Regions from separate parts of the Zea mays genome. Here region 2 is linked to region 1. Evidence: chromatin contacts called from public Hi-C data. All regions are on one chromosome and are shown on one strand. Each heading gives the region's core, a stretch centred on a gene start, on an enhancer-like site or on the middle of the called end of the contact. The rest is flanking DNA. Distances are from core to core; before and after follow the strand shown.

The links. Hi-C and Micro-C count contacts between places; a contact is called where the count stands out from the background.
Region 2: a contact with region 1 is called in a Hi-C map of ear, with 2.1 times the contacts expected there. The contact joins the promoter of LOC542023 here to the promoter of LOC100191726 in region 1. A contact is called at or near these places in 4 of 25 Hi-C or Micro-C datasets (ear, endosperm and leaf).

What each region holds. Positions count from the first base shown.
Region 1 is chr3:30,171,420-30,176,470 of Zm-B73-REFERENCE-NAM-5.0, reverse strand. LOC100191726 reads right to left here and starts at 2,133. Exons shown (of 3, transcript NM_001137155.2): 1 at 1,186-2,133. The coding sequence starts at 1,569.
Region 2 is chr3:30,346,019-30,351,069 of Zm-B73-REFERENCE-NAM-5.0, reverse strand. It overlaps LOC542023 (dxr protein), which reads right to left and starts at 2,023. Exons shown (of 12, transcript NM_001111669.1): 1 at 1,823-2,023; 2 at 640-821; 3 at 240-326; 4 at 1-99. The coding sequence starts at 1,910.

The DNA of each region.
Region 1 (5,051 bases), core at 884-3,383:
TCGCCCAACATCTTCACAATGAAGCCATTACACATCCTTCCAGGAAAAAGGTACCTTGGACAATGATTGAACTAATCTAAACATTTAGGTTTTTTTGTAGCACTAGTGTATAAAAATACAGTTATTCCATCATCAACGCTATTGCATAGAGATAAATCCTTCTCGCCAGCTAAATTGAAGCAGCATTTACAGAGATTTCGATGCCGTTAACTATTCACATGTACCGATGTGAGATTCCACTAAATAGTATGACAGATAGTGCCCCTAGAAAAACACTCAGAAACAAATTAACATCATTTTACAAAAGTACAAAGTGCTGGTACCAACTAACCGCACTACTTATGGATAGAAAGGGGTTGGTTACAAAAGATTAAAAAAAGGGGCATAGTCAGGACGATTTGTCTTTTCCTGAACAATTCTACTGTCAAATTTTATATACTTGTCAACCATTTCACTATCGAAATATCAATTTCATACTAAAAGGTCGCCTCCCTGTTTGTCAGGTTGTTACGGTGTAGGTAAGCACAAATAGCCTCACTCCAGAATTATCTTATCTTCACCCCTGTCCCTCCAATCCAAGCAAAGCATAAAGGTTTTCACTTTAATGTGAAGATCAGTTAGCCTAACAACTCCTACAGCCTACTTCACGGATAGAAAGAACAACCAAGTAACCAACAAAGGAACAATGATGTGGGACATACAATTTCAACTGAAAAAAAATGTGTTCAAACAAATAAAAATTCGGCACTTCAAAGAAAGATCAAACCAAGAACCCGACAAGTATCTTGCAAACACATATACGCCGGACTTTTACTCCTTTTTTCCGTTTGATCAATTCAGTTTTAAAATCAAGGATTCTTATAGCAGAGATTACTAGTACCATGCAGTGGTTAGGGGGCAGATCCTCCACCGACAGCTCAAGAAATGAACATCTGAGACAGCCGGACAAGGATACATTGCAGACATAAATTTGTTTAAGCTGGACTGGACGAAATGCCTTGGGTTATCCGAGGACAGAGTTTACTACACTGGTGGCACAGGCCAAACGATATGGTCCGAAATCTAAGCTGGTCATCTCATATCAACCAAGTCCATGCCAAGAATAATTGTGCGGTAAAGTAAAATATCATTTTTAAAAAAAAATAGAGAGAGAATATGAGAAGAAACAAAGTAATGAGTTCATACCGAGATGATGTTTGGGTGGTGGAGGCGAAGTAGGAGCGCGACCTCGGAGGCGAACTGGCGCTCTAGCTCAGCGGCGAGCGCGGCGTCCTCCTCCGGCTGACTGACCATCTTGATGGCCACCTCGCGGCCGGTGTACCTGCCGGAGTAGACGCGGCTGTGCCGGCCTGACGCAAACTTGCCCCGGATCTCCAGCTTGGACAGGTCGGCGCTCCACAGCTCCTCGCCGCCGCTCCGGATCCTAGCCCCCGGCGGCGCTACGAGGTACTTGGACCACGACACTGCCTTCTTGTACTCGCCCAGCGACAGCCGCCGCTCCAGGCGCTTCCCCGGCCCGCCACCATTGCCGCCGCCGCTGCTCTGCTTGAAGCACTGCAGGCGCTTCATGTCCCCCCGAGATCGTACTAGCTTTCTGGGGTGCAGAGTTTGGATGGATCTTTGGTTGAAGCAATGCGAAGCGTCTGTGCAGACTTTATGGCAGGCTATCGGGTTCGTGGAGATCGATAACAGAAATCTCGCACGTCGTGAAAGCCTCGTAAAGTCCGGACTTTATGGCAGCAGCGGAAGAGGCGGATTTGGGCTGGAAAAAGACTGGATTTTTTGGTAGAGCACGAGCAGGGATTTGCTGGACCGATTTGTGGTGCCTACATTTCTCTCACTGACTGCAGCTGTACTTGCTCAGAGCGCCATGACATGGAGAGATTCAATTCCGAAAGACGATTACGCATGGGACTGGAATTGGAGGAAGGGGAAGATGCAAAGCAGATCGTTGCGGTCGGGGAGGGGACAGAGGACTGGTGATGGATGGGCTTGGAGTTTGTTTTGGTGGAGTTTGCAATTCAGGGAGTTTTGTTGAGAGAGAAAAAGATGGAAGAGAGACAGTGACCTTCAGCTGAGGCTGAAATTGCCGTACTGCCACTACCGGCTGGCGGCTGCAATTGCAAGAAGGTGGGTGGTGGTGGGATTGGGAGCGGGGGAGTCTGGGTCTCTGGGACGATTATCCTGTTACGGTTTCTGCCTCGGGCAGCGAAGCAAAAACGACATGAAGTACACATTTTCGTACGGACACGATCACACGAGGCGAAACAAAGGTACATCAGAGACACAAAATTGCATCTCTCACTGTTTTTTTTTTGCCGAAAGTTTCTCCTCATATTTGATTCGCTAGAGGTCTATTTGCTTTACAGTACAGTCCCCTACCCGAAAATTGAAATACACACGTTATACACCGCTTTTTAGAATAGATTTTCAGCTTCATGAAACCATAATTCTTCATCCATTTCCTTAACTCGAAGTTCTCCCCCCGATAAAAGAAAAATGCACCACCAATCAACAAATCTTTCCACGTCATTCAAATCACGGTCATCAAGCACCTAAGGCAACATGGTAGGGCCGTCCAAAATGGCCATTTGATTCTTTAATTAAACTATAGATAGTGTAATGATGGTTGCATTTGTTTAGTCTAACGTCTTAATCAAAATAGCCTATTATTCTATGGTGAATTCAGGATAAATGTTGTGGTTGGTTCAAGACAGTTCCACCATTAGTAGTGTTTGGTTGAGGAAAAGGCTGGAACGGAGCGGCTAAAAAACTATTTCTATAATATGTTGAATCTTACTGCTCTCTGAAAAACTATCGAATCTCTTCGCTCACGGAATGAAACGAAGCCATTCTATCTTCAAAACTGGGAACTTGGCCATTCAATATTTAGAAACTGGAATGGAGTCATCCTGTCCAATTATACTCTAGAACCAAACACTAAACTAACTAGAATGATGACTCCTTCAACCTTTAGATAGGCTTAAAGGGTGTTTGGATGGAACTACTAAATTTTAGTTACTATCGGATCGAATGTTTGAATGCTAGTTAAAAAATATTAAATATAGTTTAATTATAAAACTAATTACATAGATGAGGACAAAACGGTAAAACGAACCTATTAAGTCTAATTAGTCTATAATTTACCGATGTGATGTTACCTAAACATTTATTAATAGTGGATTAATTGGAGTTAATAGATTCTAGACTTCATATGTGTGATTAATTATTTTAATTAAAATATATTTAATACTTGTAAGTGGCATTCAAACATCCAAGTGACACAGATTAGACTTTCGGTTGAAAACCAAACACCCTTTTAGTCTTTTCTCAATCTATATCTAAAATCCCAAAGAAAAAAAAAAGAAAAGAAACTCCATTGGTCCGACAGCTTCACAGCGGGGTAGGGAGAGGGTTAGAGCTCTGTGGCCCACCGTTGGATTCACCGCTGGGATTAGTATTCAGTTAGAAATATGCAAGGTTCCAAGACGATTACTCTACTATATAGTGAAAAAAGATCTTGGTCTCATCGTCCCGTGGCTATCATGGAAAAGCCGTCCCATTTGTTGTGTTCTCTCTTCTCCCTATTTTTATGGCTCATTCTGAGAGGGAGAGCAACACCACAAAAAGACAATTTAGAATAATATCCTTCTTTGTAGAGTCAATGTCTAAAATCTAATCAAATACATATTATACTAAACATATTAGAAGATATGAACATAAGTTTAATAATCTAATTTAAATTTAAAAGTCAATTATTTAAAAAAATATGTGTAATTATTTTAGTATCAATCCAGTATTTTAGGATAATTCAGTTTACCTCCTCCGATCGACGGACGCTCTAGAAGCCTACTAGAGGAAGCTTTATCCACCGTTCCTTCTAGAACCCCTAACTCCAGTTGGCAACTTGGCATGCAATAGTTTCACCATTCGCGGTAGTTCCGCCCCTGACTATTTCTATGGAAACCCACTCAATCTTTTACACCGATGTTTCACTTTCGATTCTAGAAAAAGGCACACATCTACTTCTGCTACCGCAGCTAGCAATCATGCCAATACGGACTTGTTCCCTTGCAATACTAGACTTAGCTTTTGGCTCGGGCCAAACACTTTTTATCGCTGGTCGAGCTTTCTACAAAAAAAGCGATGCGAGAGCGTATTCTCTTATCTAAGCTTCCTCCCTTCGCTCCCCCCATCGTAGATGGTTCAGCCACACCCGGTGCCACGAAATGATTGAGAACTACGACGGGGTCGAAATGCATTCTCTCATTCGCGCAAGGGTGAGCGCACGTGGTTCCCTGCGGCGTTCTCCCCTTCGTGCAGATGGCGGAGGAGGTGAACAGGTCGCTGTTGCTGGCCGGCAGCAAGATCCCCTGTTGCCCCTCTCCATCCGGCTCTCCCTTTGTGATTCCTTCATTTGGGGATCTGGCCTATGGTGGCACCCCCACCAGCCAACGGGCCCCGCCCGCCTCGCGCTCATCCTTGCGCGAACAATTGTGATTTTATCTTTCTCTCACATTGCAATTATGAAAATTTCAACATTATTTTTAGGTTAATTGTGATTATACTCTTCTCTCACATTGCAGTTGTAAAATTATCCCTCATTTTTTTTATTTTTTAATCATTAATCTGATTTTCGTTAACGGTGTTAAGGGAGAGGGGCAAATGGCGGCTTTGTTTTTGAAACTGAGGGGTAAAATCACAAAGTTGAAAAATGAGGGGTAAAATCACAATTGCAATGCTGGGGAGGGTATAATCATAATTGTCCTAAATATTTATTTATGTCATTATTTAGAGAGAAGGATTTATGTAGCTTGTTGTAAAGGCTAAGGAGAAAAGTGATATTAGTAAGGAAGTTCAACCTGCAAAGGGAGCATAAACATGTATACACGCATGTTTCTATTTTTTAAAATCTTGAATTTGATGTCGTCTGCAATTTTCTATATAGTTAAAATAAATGCTTGTTTTTAAAATTTCTAACAGTAGAGATCTAGCACATATGATGTTATTTCTGTTGTTGAAGTTGAGCCTGTAGGATGTTCATTTAATCC
Region 2 (5,051 bases), core at 774-3,273, 170 kb before region 1:
AATTTCTGGCTTCTCTTCGCAATCAGCCAAGGCTTCTTTCAATTCATCAACTAATGATTCGTTTCTTACAGCAACCAACTTAGGTTTGAATGTTTTGACCTGTAGTCAATTGCATCCAAAACTCTCAATGAGTGCATAGTTTTTATCTTACTTGTTTAATGTTCAAACAAGTGTATAAATCTCTTTCGAGCTTGAAAAAAGGACATAAAGAAAAGAATATACTCAAAACATCACTGTACCTGATCAGCTAGAAGCGTGACATTGGATCCAGCAGCAAGAGCAACAACTCTGAACTTATCAGGATTCTCCGCAACAATGTCCAATGTCTTTGCATTATGTAAAAGATGGAATATTAGTGCTGCAGAATATCAGTGTCTCTAGTTTAATACTTATCATAAGGTAAGAGATGTTGATTAACATCAAACAAACTGTTATGAGCAACATGTTGATTAGACTTGCCCACAAGTTCCAGAAGGATGAGAATATTATTACATGGAACTACTATGAATGATCCGCATGCAAAATATACCAATTCTATTGGTTCCAAACAGATGCATAAGCACCAATTCGCTATAGTTTGATCTATCAACGTTATGGACTGACAAATTTCATACATGAGTATTCGATAAATCCCTTTACCTGTGTTCCTATGGAACCAGTTGAACCAACAATCGAGATAGGCTTTGGGCCATCCCATGACCTCCGGCCAGGCTCAGCAACAGCTCGCCCAGGCCATGCTGGTGGTGGAGCCTGTTGCATAGAACAGCATGTCCTTCTCAGTGAAATAGCTCGTTTGCCCTTCCTTTGAAACGTAAAATCCACTGCAATGAGAAATCAAAGTAAGATTAGAAAACAACATTAGTAACCAGAATTTACACTAGAAATAAGTCTATATAGGTAAGAAAGACCACGGCAACCGTGCCCCGACTGCAATATGGTTCATAAAGTGGACGAGTTTAAACCCTGAATTATTGACCTCATTTGACAAATTCTGTAAACATTCATGTAAACTGCAATACCCCTGTGCACCGACCAGTTAACTTAACCGAGCGTCACATGATAACGGTGCTACCACCTCTGGATCATATCAAATCACTAGAAAGTGTAAACTGAATTGGAACCTGTGGGGAATATATTCGAAGAACAATACATATTCCAACGTCTGAAGTAGCAAACAGCAAGTTGAGGCCCAAATATTTCGGAATTTAATTCATCCATGTGATGACTGATGACAAACGAAGCGATTCCAGACACACGTAAGAGGCGATTCCAGACACAGAAAAGGCCGCATAACATTCTGGAAATCCCGGCCCTGTAACCCGCGTTAGCAGAAAATTCTATGTTTTAAATCAGAGTAGTAAAGGAACTACAGTGTGACTTTTTCTCCAGAGAACCTGAAAAATCCTGCCTTTTAGGATGTCAAAATCATAACAGTTATTAGAATCAGAGTATGCAACTTTACAATGACTATACCCTCCGAGGCTCGCAGTTCCCATGCACTCACTCTACACGGAGACGGGACCCAACCATACTATTAGCGTTTCCTATAACGGTAAACGAGGCATAGCCGGCAAGTGGGATGAAGAGCGATGAACATCAGGACGGCACAAATTCGCACGGTGACACACATCGCAGTACGCTTGGAATGGAACCCAGAAATACCAAACTAAATCGATGGGAATGGGTCAAGAAGCATCATCAAAGTGGCTAGAAAACATAGGGGCGGCAAAGTCTCGAGTGCATAAGGCCGGAAAAGCAAGAAGATAAGCTCATGCACCGATCGGGGAAAAAAAGGAGGCACCGAAAGAGGAAAAGATCCAACCTTTGTGCTGGACGAGAGGTCCCCTGCTGGAGTCGAGGAAGGAAGCGGCGCTGAGCTCACCCCGGAACGATGCCTTGAGTGCAGCCATCCCGGCTTGCTGGGGAGGCTGTGGTAATTGCCGCTGGGCGAGGAGGGGGAGAGGGAGGGGAGCGGTGGTGGCGACCGTCGCTGAGACCGAAGTGGAAGCGATGCTGGCGACGGGGATGGACGGAGCGAGAGAGATTGCGCCTGGCGAGTTTTATAAACAGAGGAGAGAGAGGAGGGGATGTGTGTGGAGGGAGAAGTGGAGATAAGAAGACGAGATGGGAATCTGAGAGTCCTATGGATGCCACCGCAACCGGCCGATGCCAGCCCGCCTGCTCGCTGATTTTGTATTGCTCGCTTGGTGACTTGTGTGAGTTGCTACTCAGGAGCGTGGACAGACCCACAGACAGTCGGCTCGGCTGGTGATACTGGCTAGGGTGACGTCTGACCAGTCAGTCACAGAGTCACCACTCATGGACTGGGATAACTCCGCCAGTCAAATTGGATGCCTGGGCTAGCCGCTAGGAGCTGTTTTTCTTTTTTTTAAAAAAAAATCAAAACTGGAAATAAGGAACTTGTTTTTTTAAAGCAGCTATTTTAAATAGAACAGGTTTAAAAGCACATTAAATAGTACTTTAGCTTTTGTTTTGTTGTTTTTTCAAATGGTAAAATTAAGAATTGTTTTACTCCTTCCGTCTCAAATTAGTATTCTTTAGCTTTTAGATTTTATATCTATATTTAAATGGATCATGATGAATCTAGACAATAAATACAAACACGCACATTAATTATTGTATGAATTCATTAAAAACTAAAACAATTTTTAATTTGGGACGGAGCGAGTAGTTGTTTCAAACAAAATAGCGGTATAAAATAAGTTATATTTTTTTGAAACAAACGCTTTTTATAGCCCATAATTTATTATAGTTTTCCAAGCTCATAGTTCACAAACTTTTTAGAAGTCAAAAGACAAACTAAAGCCATGTTTGTTTACCCTCTAGATTACATAATCCAGCTTAAATAAGTTAAATGACAAACAAACAACACATATTATTAGGTGGATTATATAATCTAGATATCTAAATTAGGTTATTATATAATCCATAAGTTGGATTATATAATCCTGGAAAAAAAACAAATATATATAAGTTGGATTATATAATCCTGGAAGAAACAGAGCCTAAGGCACTGTTTGTTTACCCTTTAGATTATATAACCCAGCTTAAATAAGTTAAAAGACGAACAAACATCACATATTGAAATGGATTATATAATTTAGATATATAGACTACAATAATCCATAAGCAAGTCATTAGGTTCTTATTTTAAATTATTATTTGGCTTTTTACAAACTAATAATTTGTGTAATAACATCTCTAACAAGATTATATAATCTGGCTTATATAATCTATACAAAATAAGCTGGATTATATAATTCTGCAAGGGAACAAACATGTTCTAAGTAACCGGATGCTGCCCCATTAAGAGTAAACTAATCTAGAATGCTTAGCGAGAGCATTGAGAGTAAGATATCACGTGCAACAAGATAGATAAAGGCTGGCAAATTTCTGGCTCTCATCATGGTTGATGAAAGGGAATTAGACTTACACTTATTTCCCAATTGATTTTGGTGATTGAATTGCCCAACACAAATAATTGGACTAACTAGTTTGCTCTAGATTATATGTTCTACAGGTGCCAAAGGTTCATTTACAACTGCACTAAATCGACTGTCCGGAATACCGTAGATTATTCCAGACAGGAGAAGCTTTTTGGAAAAACAGGCCAAGCGCGGACCGTCCGGGCACTTGCGGCGGACCGTCCGCAATACCAGGATGACTCTCGAACAGAACCAATGCAAAAATCCAAGTCTGCATTACGGACAGTCCGGAGGAAAAGCAAGGACCGTCCGAGATCTCACGCGGACCGTCCGGCCTCAGGCGCGGACCGTCCGGTAGGTGAGGAACCGAAAAACCCGAAGGTGACGGGTTCGAAAAAAATGAATTATAGCGTCCTCGCGGACCGTCCGGGGTGCACGACCGGACCGTCCGCGACTGGCTTTATCTGACATCTGACGACGCATTAAATGCAATATAGCCGTTGATATAGCCGTTACTGTTGACCGTTGCGTTTTCAGCCGTTGATCTACAGGGGCGGACCGTCCGGACCAGACGGGCGGACCGTCCGCACTCGGCAGAATGGAGCAACGGCTAGGAAGTGGTTGGTGGCTATAAATACAACCCCAACCACCTCCATTTACAACCCAAGCATTCCAACCTTCAACATTCAATACAAGAGCTAGCAATCCATTCCAAGACACATTCAAAGCCTCCATCTCTCCAAGTTTCACAATTGAGAAAAGAGATCATTAGTGATTAGTGACTTGAGAGAGAAAGTGATCCGTGTGTTATTTGCCGCTCTTGTCGCTTGGCTTTTGCAATCGTGCTTTCTTTGATTCTTCATTGAGATCAAACTCACTTGTAATTAAGGCAAGAGACATCAATCTTGTGGTGGTCCTTGTGGGAACTTTGTGTTCCAAGTGATTGAGAAGAAAAGCTCACTCGGTCCGAGGGACCGTTTGAGAGAGGGAAAGGGTTGAAAGAGACCCGGTCTTTGTGACCACCTCAACGAGGAGTAGGTTTGCAAGAACCGACCTCGGTAAAACAAATCCACGTGTCTCACTCCTTATTCGCTTGCGATTTGTTTTGCACCCTCTCTCGCGGACTCAATTATATTTCTAACGCTAACCCGGCTTGTAGTTGTGATTATTTTTGAGAATTTCAGTTTCGCCCTATTCACCCCCCCTCTAGGCGACTTTTAGTTGCGCATCAAAGCATTGAGAAACATTACCTCCAATGTATACACAAATGCGATAAAAAAGAATAGCACTACACAAGGTCCTTACAAACAACCAATGGAATAAACACATTCTACGAATCTTGATAAATACTGGAATAGAGGGCATCAAACTAGTATGATACACATCGTTGGACCAAAGATCAGGTCCGATGATCCTGCTTCTCACAAGCCTACAATTACCTATTATACTGGTGATAGTCGCCTAGAGGGGGGGGTGAATAGGGCGAAACTGAAATTTACAAATATAAACACAACTACAAGCCGGGTTAGCGTTAGAAATAAGAAACAAGTTCGCGAGAGAGGGGGTGCAAAACAAATCGCAAGCAAATGAAGAGTGTGACACGCG